4 separate regions of the Mus musculus genome follow, and regions 1, 3 and 4 are each linked to region 2. The links are chromatin contacts, called in public HiChIP or PLAC-seq and promoter capture Hi-C maps. All regions are on one chromosome and are shown on one strand. The core of a region is the stretch at or near the end of the contact, and the rest is flanking DNA. Distances in the headings are between cores, read along the strand shown.

Region 1 (3,271 bases), core at 7-2,506, 610 kb after region 2:
AATCAGGAAGTTCTTGAAAACCACTGCTTAGAGGCAGAGGCTTGAAATGGCGAGATTAGAGCTTGGCATTAGGCAGAACTGCCTGCTTGAATTATCTAATTTATAAAACTACAAGACACAGGGAAGGGTCCCTGAGCCCCAAAGCTTGTGGTAGTTATGAGCACAGGAGCTTGGTCCCTTCTGCTCCATGCAGAGAGGGCTGGAGAAGGGAGAAGGTGGCTCTGCGCATTAGACACATTCACATATTCTGCTTGTCTCCACACAAAGCCACCCTGCAAAAATCTCAGTAAGCAAGGTCCTCAGAGTGAACAAGTTAAGAGGCAGGGAAGCTGAGGTAAGGGAGAGGGGACCTAAACAATCATAGAGGGTACAGTAAGAGGCACTAGACTCCAGGGCAAGGAGTTAGGGGAGGTGTGACCTAGACTCTGAGTTCCCAGCTGTCTCCAGCTCCTGGGAAATTACACCCACCCTCACTTTCCCACAGCTGTTTCCAGGGCCTCCTTGTCTGTCAGCAGAGCTGCCGTGAGACTGCTATTAAAGCCCTTTCCAGAGAGTCCTGTGCTAAGACTGCTTCAAAAAGCAAAGCAAATCCTGCCCCCAAAGCCCCTGGTATTACAGAGTCCTACTTTTCATCTCTCAGGCCCAACCTTGGAGGGTGCCCCTAGTACACACAGGCCAGGGCACAGGATGAGGCAGAACTCTCTGCACCAAGGACTGGATGAGTAGGTAGTGGTGATCTGGGAATTTGGAGAAGCCAACCTCCCAAGGAGAAGCTGGGAGAGAGCCAGAAAGTGGGGAGGGGGGGTGCAGGTAGCAGATCAGGAAGACAAGAAGCTATGCCCAGTATAACTCAGGCCAGGTCCCTGCCGAGCCCTCCTCCTATGAACCTCAGACAAGAGAGACCAGAGAGCACCAGCACGGAGGGAGCATCAACAGGGAGGGAGCACAAACATGGAGGGAGCACCAGCAGGGAGGGAGCACCAGCAGGGAGGGAGCACCAGCCTAGCTGCCATGGCCTGAGGCTGTGAGAGAGCAGTGAAGGTAACCTAGCCATCCACTCATATGACAGTGACCAGGGTGACATAGCCACCTTCCTACTTCCCATGTGCCCACTGGAGTCTCGAGGAAGACATCAGGGGCTGCACAGGCAGATAGGTATAGGAGAGCTGGGTTCAGGGCCAGTGCCAGCTCGGAGACACCACAGAGGCTGGGCTTTGCCTGGGCCTGGCAGGCAGCCTGTCCTCTCCCCACCTGGCAGGAGACACTCATTACCTAATAAGGAACTTTCTCCTGTGCTGGGACAGCTTCTGGCAGACTCTGGAGGGTACGGGCAGAGGAGGTGGAGCCAGTGCTCAAGCAGGAGCCTCACCTGCCACCCTCCTCCTGGGGACCCTACAGGGGAAAATCAGCCAGTCTAGACAACCTCGGATACCCTAAGCCTGCCTTGGCCACCAAGAGCCCCTCTGAGGGAAATGGAGCCTTCCTAACAGCCCCTTAACCTGCCCTGCCTCTCCTCACACCTGATTTACATCCCTGCTGGCCCTCCTGACCCCTACCACTTACCCAGGAACACACAGTCACCTGTGAAGAGGGGGTGATCCTCTAGAGACCCACATTTTGTGCCTTGTCCCTGTCAAAGAAAGAAAATATCCCAGAAGGCACCTCCTGTAATATAAGGGCAAGAGATGCCTGTCCAGATTCTAGGGCAAACCTCAGAGGCAGAAAAGGCAGCCAGAGCAAGACAGTCAGCATGGTGGCAATGTCACCTTAGCTAAATGACCTCTCCTATCCAAGACACATTGAAAATGTGAAGAATAGATCAGGGTCCCCTCATTGCCTGACACTCAAAGTCCTGGACCACACCAGCCACGGCCAGTCCTTGTTCCCTCAGAGACAGGCATGGCCATTCCTAGCCTGTGGGAGTCAGGAGAGCTCTGCTGGCCCCATCACTCTTCAGGGAAACAAGGCTCAGGTGCCAGGTCCAGCTTAACTCTAAACAAAGATGTTGATGGGTCTTAGCAGTGAGGTGGACCAAGGAGGGGGCAGGGCAGCATCACTGATGTCCACACATCTGTCTCAGGCCTCACTGGCCATGTGAGTGGACAGCAACAGCCTCCCAGAGCCCCCTCTATGACATGGAAATGTGGGAACCGCCCCCCCCACGTTATGAAACACCCATAATTGACACCAAAGCAATCAGCACTCAGTAACCCAGGGGTGCCCTTTGCAGAGTGCCTAGGAAGACCTGTGTGCCCCTCAGGGTCTCAGCTGCACCCGCAGATGCCAAACCCCAGCCAATTCCTCTCACCCCTGCCATGAGCCCACCTGGTTCTCAGATAGGGAACATGGGGAGGATGAACCCAGCTGATGTTGCTCCAGGGGCAGGGGCCATTAGTCACTAAGGGACACCTTGGGAACACTCACAACACTACCAACAACATCACACCACCAGTCAGGCCCCTCTGCAGTCAGGATACAATGCCCTAATCCAGGTGTGTCGCCACGAGCATCTACTGTGCTGCTAGGTTGCTTGACCACACCCTAATGACTCAGAGCTGGGGCATGAACCTGCCAGGCCAGTGGGAGAAAAAAAGCCACCAGCTAAGGGCTTCGGCATCCAGCCTGAATCACTCAGAGACACACCTGTCCCCACCCCTCTCTAATGGTCCCACTGGCGGAGGGTGGGGGGAATCACAGGCCTCCCCACCCCCAACCACCACCACCACCACTACCACCCCACCTAAGTCCCTGCAGCAGAGGCAAAAGGGAGACAACCCCCCACTAACCAGGTCTGGATGAGGAACTGGGAGCTGAGCCAGGGAAGACTGGACAGTTTGGGCTCAGGCCAAGATTGCAGCCCACCAGGACACCCAGCCTGGGCACTAGAGTCCAGTTCCTGGCTTCCCCAGGGCCTGAACCTGGCAGGTAATAGAGGCAGAAGAGAAATTCCCCCATGAAGGAATGATCCAGCTCCAGGCCAGGCTGCATAGCCATAGCCCTGACCCCTGACCCCTTGGGCCCCTGACCCTAGCCGCTCAGCCAGGCTCTCAAAATGTGAGAACCATGACAAGATGGGACAGCCATCTTCAGGTAACCCTTCTGGTTAAGGTGAGGCGAGGTGCAGGCCCAGCTTCACCACCCCAGGAGGGAAGGGAAGGACAGGCCTCACTCTGCTGAGCCTGAACCCACCACCAGTCAGGGCTCAAAGGGGCCAGAACACCCAGACGCAGTCCAGAGTGAGAGAAGAGGTGGAGGCAAGACAGATAGAAAG
Region 2 (3,406 bases), core at 867-3,366:
CCAAAAAAAAACCCGATCCAGTTTGACGTCTCAAAACAGCCAGAGCTACAAGCTACAAATGGCCAAGGAGGCAAAGTGACCTCGCAGGACCCTGCCTGAGGCGGTCCGTCTGGCTGGGTAGGGAAGGCTGTCTGTGAGTAACAACCCCATCTCCCAAGAGTGCGCCTGGGCTGCACAGGCATCTGCCGCTAGCTCCCTAGCTCCCAGGGTAGAGCCTGGCACACAGAGCATGTTCAGGAGGTGCACACATGAATCGCATGCCTGAATGCTAGTCTCTGAGGCGGGGTATGTTTATATTTACAGTTTGACTCCCACTCCCACCAGCCCAGCCACACAGTGACTCACAGCACTGCCTGACATCATCTTCCTGCCCAGAGGACCATGGCAGCAGTCTGGAGGCCAGGCCTCACTCACAGCTATCTCTTCTCCCACGCTGCCAGGCAGAGATAAGGGAGCCTGAGAAAGTGTTCTCAGCCTGGGGAAAGGAGACGGAGGTTGGTTGGTGGGAGACGATGGCTCATTCCAAGGGCATTGTTTTCCCGAAGGACTTCTATGGTGGGTTATGCTTAGATGAGGTTCAGAGAGGTGGAGAGTGTCCCAAAGGCACACAGGTCACTGAGAACTGGTCTTTCAGACCAGCTCTCCCAGATGCCTGGTGTCCTTAACTCCAAGGAGTCTTGGTGGCATTAAGGGGCTACTTCTGTGGCTCTTTGCGACTGCTAGGAGCTGGGTTCAATGCTTCAAGTGAACAGGAGCCTCTTGAATATCCCAGTGGCCCCAGGGAAAGATTCCCAGCTTCCTTTGGAGCCTAGAAGCCACCATCCTCACCGGGGTCTTCTGCATCTCTTTTGGGATCCGAGCTTTAGCCTGGCAGAGCCAACACTGCTCCATCTTTGCCTCAACCCAGTCTCTGCCCCTTTGCCCTCTGCTTGCTGAATGATGGAGAGGCGAGGGGGTGTGGGGAGCAGTCTCAAGGTCTTCTCCCACTATCTGTGATCCTGTACCTGAAGTCTCTCCAGCTCTGCTTGGGCTGTGCTTGGTTCTAGAAGCCTGACTGGGAAGAGAGTGGAGGCCGGTGTGAAGTGATCAGGAGTGTCCTGTTCTTCTGAATTGAGCAGGTGGAGTCCTTGTGGTCAGGAAAGGAGAAGGTTATGGGGGTACAGCATGAGACACTTGGGGCTTCTTGGATACATGTGCATTTTCAGTATTCCAAAATGTCTGGGCCCCACTGGGAAAGGTCCACCAAGGAAGAGCTTAGGGGTGGCCACAGTTCCAGCCCCAGGAAAAGCAGTTGGGTTCCTAAGCTTTGACACCCTGCCTGTGGTGACAGGGCATTCCTTTTCTTTCTTTGTCCTTTTATTTATTCATTTTTTTTGGTTTTGAGGCTGGGTGACCTTGAACTTTTGACCCTCCCACCTTCACCCCTAGGGTGCTGGGATATAGGTGTGCTCTGCTATGTCTAGTTAGAGTCAAAGCCATCCAGCCCACATTGTGTGCTCAGCCAGGCCTATGGCTGGGCAGGGACCCTCCTTTCTTCCTTGGATCCTCTTTACCCCACACAGGGTTCCCACCCAGCAGACACCTGCCAGTGTAGACAGAAGAGTAGCTGCTCCACCCCTGCACTGTCACCTGTGCCCCCCACGCTGGACCTGCCAAGAGACAGGAGGCTGTGGGCTGGGAGGGTGGGACTGGAGCAGGCCTGGGCACCCTCTCTACAACCCGTTGCCCAATGCACCTTCCCTTGCCACCTGCACAGCACTGGGCCCTGGGGCCTTGGCTTACCACAAGGCCCTGGGACAAACCCCACAAAACAGAGCCCCATTGACAGCAGGCCATCAGGGCTGCGTAGGAGGAGACCAAGCCAGCCACTGGGTGGTGAGGGTAGCTGTAGGAGCCCTATCATCCTGTTCCAAGTGAGGAGGGCTTACGGGGTGGGGTGGGGTGGGAGTGGGGGGAGTGGGGGTGGGGTGCTTCCCATCTCAAGTAGTCTCTGCTCAGGAGCAGCACTTCAGTCTCAGTGATGGCTGGGCGAGGCCCTCCCACATCCTGGGGGAGAGGAGATTCCCCCCCCCCCCGGCCCCTCCCTCTCACCTGTGGTAATCACAGCTGGAGTGCATGGAACCCAGGGCCAGCCCAGCTGGGAAAAGATAAAAAGGTGTTTGGTGGCTCAGTAGCTCACTCCGGCTGATTCCCTCCTGCTCTCAGCTGCTTTCTCGCTGACAATCATGCGGTCCTCTTTGTCCAGGCAGACTTTCTCCACTAAAGGAGGCTTCAGCTCTAACTCAGCCAGCGGAGGTGGTGGGAGTCGGATGCGAACCAGCTACAGCTCAGTGACTATGTCCAGGGGGAGCGGCGGTGGCGGTGGGGTCCGCTCTGGGTCCAGCTCCGGGGGCTTTGGCAGCCGGAGCCTCTACAACTTGGGAGGCAAGAATATCTCCGTCAGCATGGCTTGTGGGGCCTCCTCTGGCCGGGCACTAGGAGGCTTTGGCAGTGGGGCCTATGTGGGCCTAGGGGCTAGCAGGCAGACATTTGGGCCAGTCTGTCCTCCCGGGGGCATCCAGGAAGTCACTGTCAACCAGAGCCTGCTGACGCCTCTCAATGTGGAGATAGACCCCGAGATTCAGCGGGTGCGCACCCAGGAGCGCGAGCAGATCAAGACCCTCAACAACAAGTTTGCCTCCTTTATTGATAAGGTGGGTGGGCAAAACCGGGGTGAGGTGGAGTGGGGTGGAAGCTGAACCTCTAATGGGGGGTGGTCTGGGCAAAGGCAGTTTTTACCATGTGCTCTAGATGTGCAGGGTGGGGTGATGAACAGAGACGGTGGTTTCTGCCTGTCGGAGGTTGGGGCTAAAACCTGCTGGCCGGGGTTCCTTCTGTGAATGAGAGGCCCAGCCCACCTGTGTTGGAGCCTTTCCTATACCGCTAAGCATTAGCCTTACCCCATTATTAAAAGATGTGTGGTCCTCAGTGTTCCTGTCAGGGAGTTGGCCTTTGATGACTTGAGTCATTTTATAGCTGTGGGCAACAGTGCACGGCTCAGGAATTCCACAAACCATCCAAGGTTGAAGCCTTGGAATTCTGTCTGTCCTCTCCAGCTGAAGAAGCCTCGGGGTCAGGCACATTGAGAACCTGGAGGGCAAGAGGAAGCCCTTTGCCCTCCCTTGCCTGGTTCCCCCTTCCGGCTACCACGAGGAGGGTGGCCACCCTACAGTTTGAACACTCTGGGAGTGTTCTGGATCCCCGTCTCACCTACAGGGTGACTGGGATCACTCTGCTACCACCTCTCTCATTTCTTGCTCCATTCCTTCAGCACTGTGTACCTTGGCTCTGCGCCTAGGCTGCGAGATCAGGCTGAGGCATAACTCCATGATTTGAACTTTTAACACAGAAGGGCCCTACCTCCTTT
Region 3 (3,097 bases), core at 287-2,786, 700 kb after region 2:
GGCCAGGCTCTGTGCTTAAGCTTTCCTTAGCTTTGTCTCTTCTTTCACCGGCCCTGTAAGGTAAGCACTGCTTTGGTATTTAGGAAACTGTGACCCCAAGAAGCTGTCACATGCTGAGAAGAAACAAGACAGAGTTCCCATCTGGGGCCCTGTGGCCTCACAGGCACACTGTGGCTGCTGTTGCCTCCCAGAGAGGAAGCTGAAGTGGTTTCTTCTGACTTCCACATCTTACTACAGAGTTGGGGCCAAAAAATAAATAAATAATTGTAATTTTGCGTAATGGATTTCAACATGTTATAAAAACAAAACCTTGGGCTGGAGAGATGGCTCAGTGGTTAAGAGTGCTGACTGTTCTTCCAGAGGTCCTGAGTTCAATTCCCAGCAGCCACATGGTGGCTCACAACCACCAGTAATGAGATATGATGCCCTCTTCTGGTGTGTCTGAAGACAGTGACAGTGTAGTCATAGATATAAAATAAAATCTTTTAAAAAGAATCAAAAAAGCAAGAGCTCTGGCTGGCTGGAGGGATGGCTCAGTCATAAGAGCTGGCTACTAGTTTCAAATCCTAGCCTCTGCATACGTTGCATGCCCACACATTCAAACTGTCTTGGAGTTTCTCTTGCTGTGATAAAACACTGATGAGGACGCCATGAAGAAGTTCTGCTTACTGGCTGCTCCTCATGGCTTGCTCTGCATGCTTTTTTATAACACCCAGGACCACCAGCCCAAGGATAATATTACCCACAAAACCCTGGCCTCCCACATCAATCCCTAATTAAGAAGACAGAGACAGACCACAAGCATATAGACCAATCTGGTGGGGGCATTTTCTCAGTTGAGGTTCCTCCTTCCAAAATGATGCTAGCCTGTGTCAAATTGACATTAAAAACTACCCACCACCTCAGGCAAACACACACACACACACACACACACACACACACACACACACAAATTAAAACTTGAAAGAAAGCCCCAATGGTGGTGGGACATGCCTTTAATCCCCGGCACGCAGGAGGCAGAAATAGGCAGATCTTTGTGAGTTTGAGGTCAACCTGGTCAACAGAGTTCCAGGACAGCCAGGGTAACACAGAGAAACCCTGTCTTGAAGAACAAAACATATAAACACATTGGTATGCAAGGCTCAGCACACATACACACATACACAGATGGAATACATACATATATATGTGTGTGTGTGTGTGTGTGTGTGTGTGTGTGTGTATCCACACACATATATCACACAATATATTTTGTATATTATATATTAATTATATTTTATATATCATACAAAATAAGCACCAATTATATATTTTATTTATTTATTTATTTATTTATTTATTTGTTTGTTTGTTTGTTTGTTTATTGAGGAAACAGGAAACAAGGGAAAAGAGCCTCTAGCTCCCGCTAGAACCTTAGGTGTGCTGGGGTAGAAACGATTCATGCCTCTGGCCATCAGGGGCCGCTCTGGAGGCTGTGGGAGGACTGACCTGCTGGCACAGGTGATTAACTGGATCTTGTATGCTGTCCCCGGTTGCCAAGAAACGGGTGTTCCTACTGCTCTCAGCCACCGAGCCAGCTCTGGTTACTGCTGACAGGCCCCACAGAGGAGAGTCAGGCAGGCAGAGGGTGCCAGAGGAGACTAAGTCCTTCCCTGTGCAGGCAGCGTGGTGGTTCCCCTTAGAGAACCTGGGTTACCTTTGGGGCCCCTGTCCTCTGGGCCTTGAGCTGTACTCGGAAAATCCAGGACCCATAAACTGCCGAGGAAGGTGCAGAGTACTGCGCGGGAGTGAGAGGGTGCGGGAGGTGGGAGAGGGCCCTGCAGGCTCCCCTGTTCCCCAGCCTTTATTCATTTATTTTCTGTGGCTTTGGGAATGGAACCTGGGCCTCTCACATTGTAGGCCAACACTCTACCACTAAGCGTTAGCCACAGTCTTTTTATTTTTCACTTTGAAACAGAGTTTATACAAGATCTGGAGACCAGTATAGAACTCACCCTGTAGCCCAGGCAAGTCTTGAATTTCCAATCCCCCTGCCTCAGCTCCACGAGTAACTGGGATTACAAGCGTGCATCCCCAGGCTTGACAGATATTAAGAGATACAGAAATGGGTGGTCATACTCATCAAAATCATGATTATCATGATGCCCAAACACAGAGCCGCGTTAAGACTTTTCCTGTAGACCAGGCAGGGCCACTTCCCAGGAAGGGCTGGGGAACCTGAGCTATGGCAGGCACTCAGGTCACTTCAGGAGCAGCTGGCCGTCAGCTGATCGTCCTAAGGACCATTCATCATGCCCCCAAGTCCATTCTGCTGAGCCATGGTTATTTCCGAGTGTGGACAGAGCGCAGGTTGTATAACAGGCTAGAAGCTAGGAGATGGTTTGAGGGAAGCTTGTGGCAGGGTTGGGGTTGTTCTCACCTTCTCCAGTCAGAGTAGCACCTCAGAGCGGAGGAGGAGGAGCCCCGAGGCTTGGAAGGGAAAAAGGGAATCCATCACTGAGGAGAGCGACACAGCCTGTCAGCCTGCTTCCTCCTTCTGGATCCAGAAGATAGGCCATCCTCCCTTCCCACGCATTAATCCCTCTCCCCCAAGCTCTGCCTTTGCTCGAATCTGCCCTGTTCCTGGGCGGGGGTGGGGGGTGGGGTGGGGGAACCCTGTGCCAGTTCCCACTGCTCTCCATTCTCCAGTGGGTAGTCTGGACTCAAATACACCTTCATGGTGTGTTTCCAGTGGCTTTACTATAAGGAAATGCAAGAATATCTTCTTTGAGGTGTGGTCGTGACTTCAGAGACCATGACAGGGGACAAATCGCTGTGGTTTGAATGCCAGCCCCGTTCGCATGAGCCGGTCTACAAACCAACTACTTCATGCCTCACCTTCTCCCCTGAGTCACGAGGATCTGAGCAGTTTGTATGCATGAGGCACTTAAACAGCTCCTGGCCCAAGGTCAGCCCTGTGTAAGTGTTGGCTATAATTAGACAATATTTTCGGATCACTTTCCTCGGCCTTGGCTCCTAATAAGCACTTGGTGAAAGGCACTTGTTATTTTTATCTTCCTTCTCCCTCGCTAACTTAATCCCTTCCACAAACCCACCT
Region 4 (3,267 bases), core at 763-3,262, 650 kb after region 2:
GCTGTCTGACATGGTCATTGAGGAAGCAGGGACAAGAGTGGACAGTGACCGTGAGCCTTAGGGTTGCGGTCCCTGACTCAGCCTGTGCCTGGATCGGTTCTCTGATGGGGATAGGAGGCCATGTTTTCTACCAGAACCTCAGACTGCCGGGAAAGCAGAAGGAAGAGTGAACCCAGGAGACCGAGCTTGGGCTCGAGAGCCTACAGTTCGGCTCCCGATCTGCTGCGCTCCGAAGTGTGTCACCTGTTTGTCTCTTTGAGCTTCACCTTTTCTCAAAGTTTCTCTCGGCATACCTGATTGTCAGTGAGGGGGTTCAAGGGAATCTAGATGCCCTCCGCCCCACTGAGGAGAGATGGGGGAAGGCACAGGGTGGGAGACTGCAGAATGTGGGGAGGAGCCGGTGCCCAAGACCAGAAAGTGAAGGAGGACAGTTCCCTGGGCCCTGCCCACCCCCCTCCATACCAGCACACACACACACACTCACACACACTCACTCACACTCACACACACATACACACACTGCCCTGCCCTGGCAGTGCACTCCCCGGCTGTGGAGGAGACATCTCAGATGTGAACTCTGTCACTCTTGAGGCTAACATGGCACGGCTGCCCAGAATTGGTGCCAAACCCTTAGGTGCTAAGCAAGGATCACACATCGTCAGCTTCACAGCAGATTACCTCCACCTACCCACACCCTCAGCCCCTCACCAGGCCATCATCACGGGCATCCTGCACCACCGTATTCCTGGCGGTAACTTGAAAGTAGGAGCCTTGAGAGTCGCCAAGAGACGGCCACTCACAGACGTCCCCAGTAGCCCCTACACACAGCTGAATATCAATGGGATGGTAAAGGCACCCCCCACCCCCATTTCATGGTTCAGCCTGAGGTGGCCTTGGACTGGAGTTACTTTGTCCTTTGGGCCACCCAGACCCTTCTCTCCAGATGGTTCCTGTCCTTAGAGAGCTAGAGGCGGGAGACCCAGACGCAGCCCCCACAGCTGGGAGTACTCAGCCTTCTCCTTCCTCCGCATATGCTCCTGCACGAAACCTTGCTGTCCCCACCCCCAACACAGCACACAAAGCTTCTGGCTGAGCTACACGTGAGCGGGGAGCCAGGAGAGGAGTCTTTGGCACATCTCTCTGTCCCCACTGTTCACCCAACCAGGGGTACCTCTAATGGGAGTGAAGAATCTCTCTCCTCTACCTTCACCTCCGGTGGGCCCCAGCCTGCCCACTCCCTCCCTGGACAGAAGCTTTGGGAAGGAGACAGCAGCAAGCTGAGAGCTCAGGCTGGGTTGTATTAGCCTCTAGAACAGAGGGTCCTGCTGAGTCCAGCAGACCACAAGTTAACCTGGGCAGATGCAGAACACGGGGAAACATAGGTACACAAAGAGCTCCCATTCACAGAACTCTCCGGCCTCCCTCCTTTAGCATAAGGGACACGAAGGCTGTCTGTGCCTCAGAGGCACAGGGACCTCCAGCTCTACCCTGGCCTTGAGCAGCTGTCTGTACCCAGTGATGTCCACCTAATGAGAACAGAGACCATCACTGTGCCCACCCCACGCAGCCCCAACCCCAGACTCCCTGTGTCTCAAGGCTCTCACCTGTGCGGGAAATAAGAGCTTGTGGGTTGGACCTTCCGCTGTGCCTCACAGAAATGAACTCTGGATGGCGTGGCACAGAACAGGCTGAATCTCAAGAGCAGCTGACACCTAGGAGTCGTCATCCCCTCCACAGGCACCAGGCTCAGCCTCGGGGGTTGAATGCCTTTCTCGGGCCAGCAGGGCTATCAGGCCCTGAGCGCGGAGGAGGAGTCCACCACCCAGGAACAGGATCCCACAGAGCACCAAAAGTGACAGGACGCCCAGCACGACTGCCTGCACCATGCGTGGCCCCTCTGGGGGTCCGAGTGGCAGCCCGGACTGGTTGCAGCAGCTCAGCCAGGCAGCCTTGGCTGCAGCTCCCACCTGTGAGCCGTTCATGCTCCCACCAGCTGCCCAGATGTGCACACTACCCTTGAGAGTTGAGGCTGTGTCAGAAGTCTCTAAGGGGCGGGCCTCCCAGGGCCCTACCGCCCACTCTACCCAAGTGCGTGCAGAGCAGCGCTCAGGCCCCTCCTAGACAGACTCCTCCAGAGTGGCCTCGAGGTCCTTCTCTGACAGGCTGGATCCTTAGGCCCAGCCTATCTGTTCTCCAAACCTATGTCCATCATTCAAAATTGCCAGGTAAGCCTAAAAGGCCCGTTTCCACGACTTTCCTCCATAGAAAAAGGCCAAGATTCTGCATCCTCGGGGCTTTCAGAGCATCTACGATTCTTGTTTGTTTGTTTTCGAGACAGGGTTTCTCAGTGTAGCCCTGGCGGTCCTGGAACTCACTCTGTAGACCAGGCTGGTCTCGAACTCAGAAATCCACCTGCCTCTGCCTCGCCTCTGCCCCTCTGCCCCTCTGCCCCTCTGCCCCTCTGCCCCTGCGCCTCTGCCTCTGCCTCCCAAGTGTTGGGATTAAAGGTGGTCATCATGACTGCCCAGCTGTGTCTACAATTCTTAGACCCCATCCCAAGTGCTGACCACTCTGAGCAAAGCACGGGACAGACAGCTTTCTGTTCCTGAAACAATTCTCACACACAGGACAGTCCGAATGGTGGAAAGTCTTCCTTCAGGGCAGACAGGCAGAACACAGTACTCCAGACCCCAGGGCAGAGAGAATGGCTAGAAGTACCCAGATAGCAAGGCCTACCTCCATTCCTTCTCTCCTGTCTTCTTGTCCAAGAAGTCCTCTTTACCGAGAACACAGCAGATCTAGAGAGCAAGGAGGGGTGTAGGGACTGATGTAATTATGAACTGAAACAATTTAGGAAGGGAGCAGAGATCTGGCCCACGGTCCTACCTCATGGGAATCATAATTCTGCAGAGGGTGAACACATCACTGTCTTGGTGTCTACACAGCCACTGCCAGCTGGGTACCTGTCACACAGCCAGGGGTCAAGTCCAGTGCAATCTGCAGGCAGAGAAGCCTGCCCGGGTCTGCTGCAAGATCCTTTAGCAAATTTCAAGTTCCCATTTCAAACATAAAGCCACTCTGGAGAGACTTGGGATACAGCCCAGTTGGTAGAATGCCTGCCTAGCAACTTGTCCAACAGGAAGCTTCAGGTTTTAAATCCCAGCCCAACATAAAACAGGTCAGAATAGCACGGAATCCCAAGGTCAGACTATAGCATGAGTTTGAGGCCAGCTAGGACTACCTAGAAACTTCGGACTCAAGTAGATC

Evidence for each region. Promoter capture Hi-C pulls out the DNA fragments that hold promoters and counts their contacts. HiChIP or PLAC-seq counts read pairs in DNA pulled down with a chosen protein or histone mark.
Region 1: a contact with region 2 is called in a promoter capture Hi-C map of the 3T3-L1 cell line, with 12 times the contacts expected there. The contact joins the enhancer-like site here to the promoter of Krt79 in region 2. A contact is called at or near these places in 25 of 39 promoter capture datasets (the 3T3-L1 cell line, 3T3-L1-derived adipocytes, the C10 cell line and 15 more), 1 of 15 datasets of contacts at CTCF or cohesin (the NIH/3T3 cell line) and 6 of 115 datasets of contacts at active chromatin or transcription factors (T-cell acute lymphoblastic leukemia, a colorectal cancer cell line, embryonic basal ganglia and 3 more).
Region 3: a FOXA1 HiChIP or PLAC-seq map of pancreatic cancer cells shows a contact between it and region 2. The contact joins the enhancer-like site here to the promoter of Krt79 in region 2. A contact is called at or near these places in 5 of 39 promoter capture datasets (3T3-L1-derived adipocytes, hippocampal neurons, liver and 1 more), 1 of 15 datasets of contacts at CTCF or cohesin (the NIH/3T3 cell line), 1 of 484 Hi-C or Micro-C datasets (liver) and 1 of 115 datasets of contacts at active chromatin or transcription factors (pancreatic cancer cells).
Region 4: a contact with region 2 is called in a promoter capture Hi-C map of stem cell-derived epiblast-like cells, with 5 times the contacts expected there. The contact joins the promoter of Smim41 here to the promoter of Krt79 in region 2. A contact is called at or near these places in 12 of 39 promoter capture datasets (the 3T3-L1 cell line, the SN4741 cell line, cranial neural crest and 8 more), 3 of 115 datasets of contacts at active chromatin or transcription factors (embryonic basal ganglia, embryonic stem cells and pancreatic cancer cells) and 1 of 9 other capture datasets (pancreatic islet).

The regions. Positions count from the first base shown.
Region 1 is chr15:101,330,571-101,333,841 of GRCm38.p6, reverse strand. No RefSeq gene overlaps it. Among named protein-coding and RNA genes, the nearest start is that of Gm52200, 13 kb to the right of the region's middle. Within about 2 kb of position 1,256, at least 65 of the 459 cell types and tissues checked have an H3K27ac peak or open chromatin away from gene starts, as enhancers often do. A contact at or near this core is called in the HPC-7 cell line, pancreatic cancer cells and trophoblast stem cells, where this site is marked.
Region 2 is chr15:101,939,034-101,942,439 of GRCm38.p6, reverse strand. Krt79 (keratin 79) reads left to right here and starts at 2,116. Exons shown (of 9, transcript NM_146063.1): 1 at 2,116-2,693. The coding sequence starts at 2,226.
Region 3 is chr15:101,241,285-101,244,381 of GRCm38.p6, reverse strand. No RefSeq gene overlaps it. Among named protein-coding and RNA genes, the nearest start is that of A330009N23Rik, 18 kb to the right of the region's middle. Within about 2 kb of position 1,536, at least 83 of the 459 cell types and tissues checked have an H3K27ac peak or open chromatin away from gene starts, as enhancers often do. A contact at or near this core is called in liver and pancreatic cancer cells, where this site is marked.
Region 4 is chr15:101,291,970-101,295,236 of GRCm38.p6, reverse strand. It overlaps Smim41 (small integral membrane protein 41), which reads right to left and starts at 2,012. Exons shown (of 2, transcript NM_001369218.1): 1 at 1,605-2,012. The coding sequence starts at 1,982. The coding sequence ends at 1,713.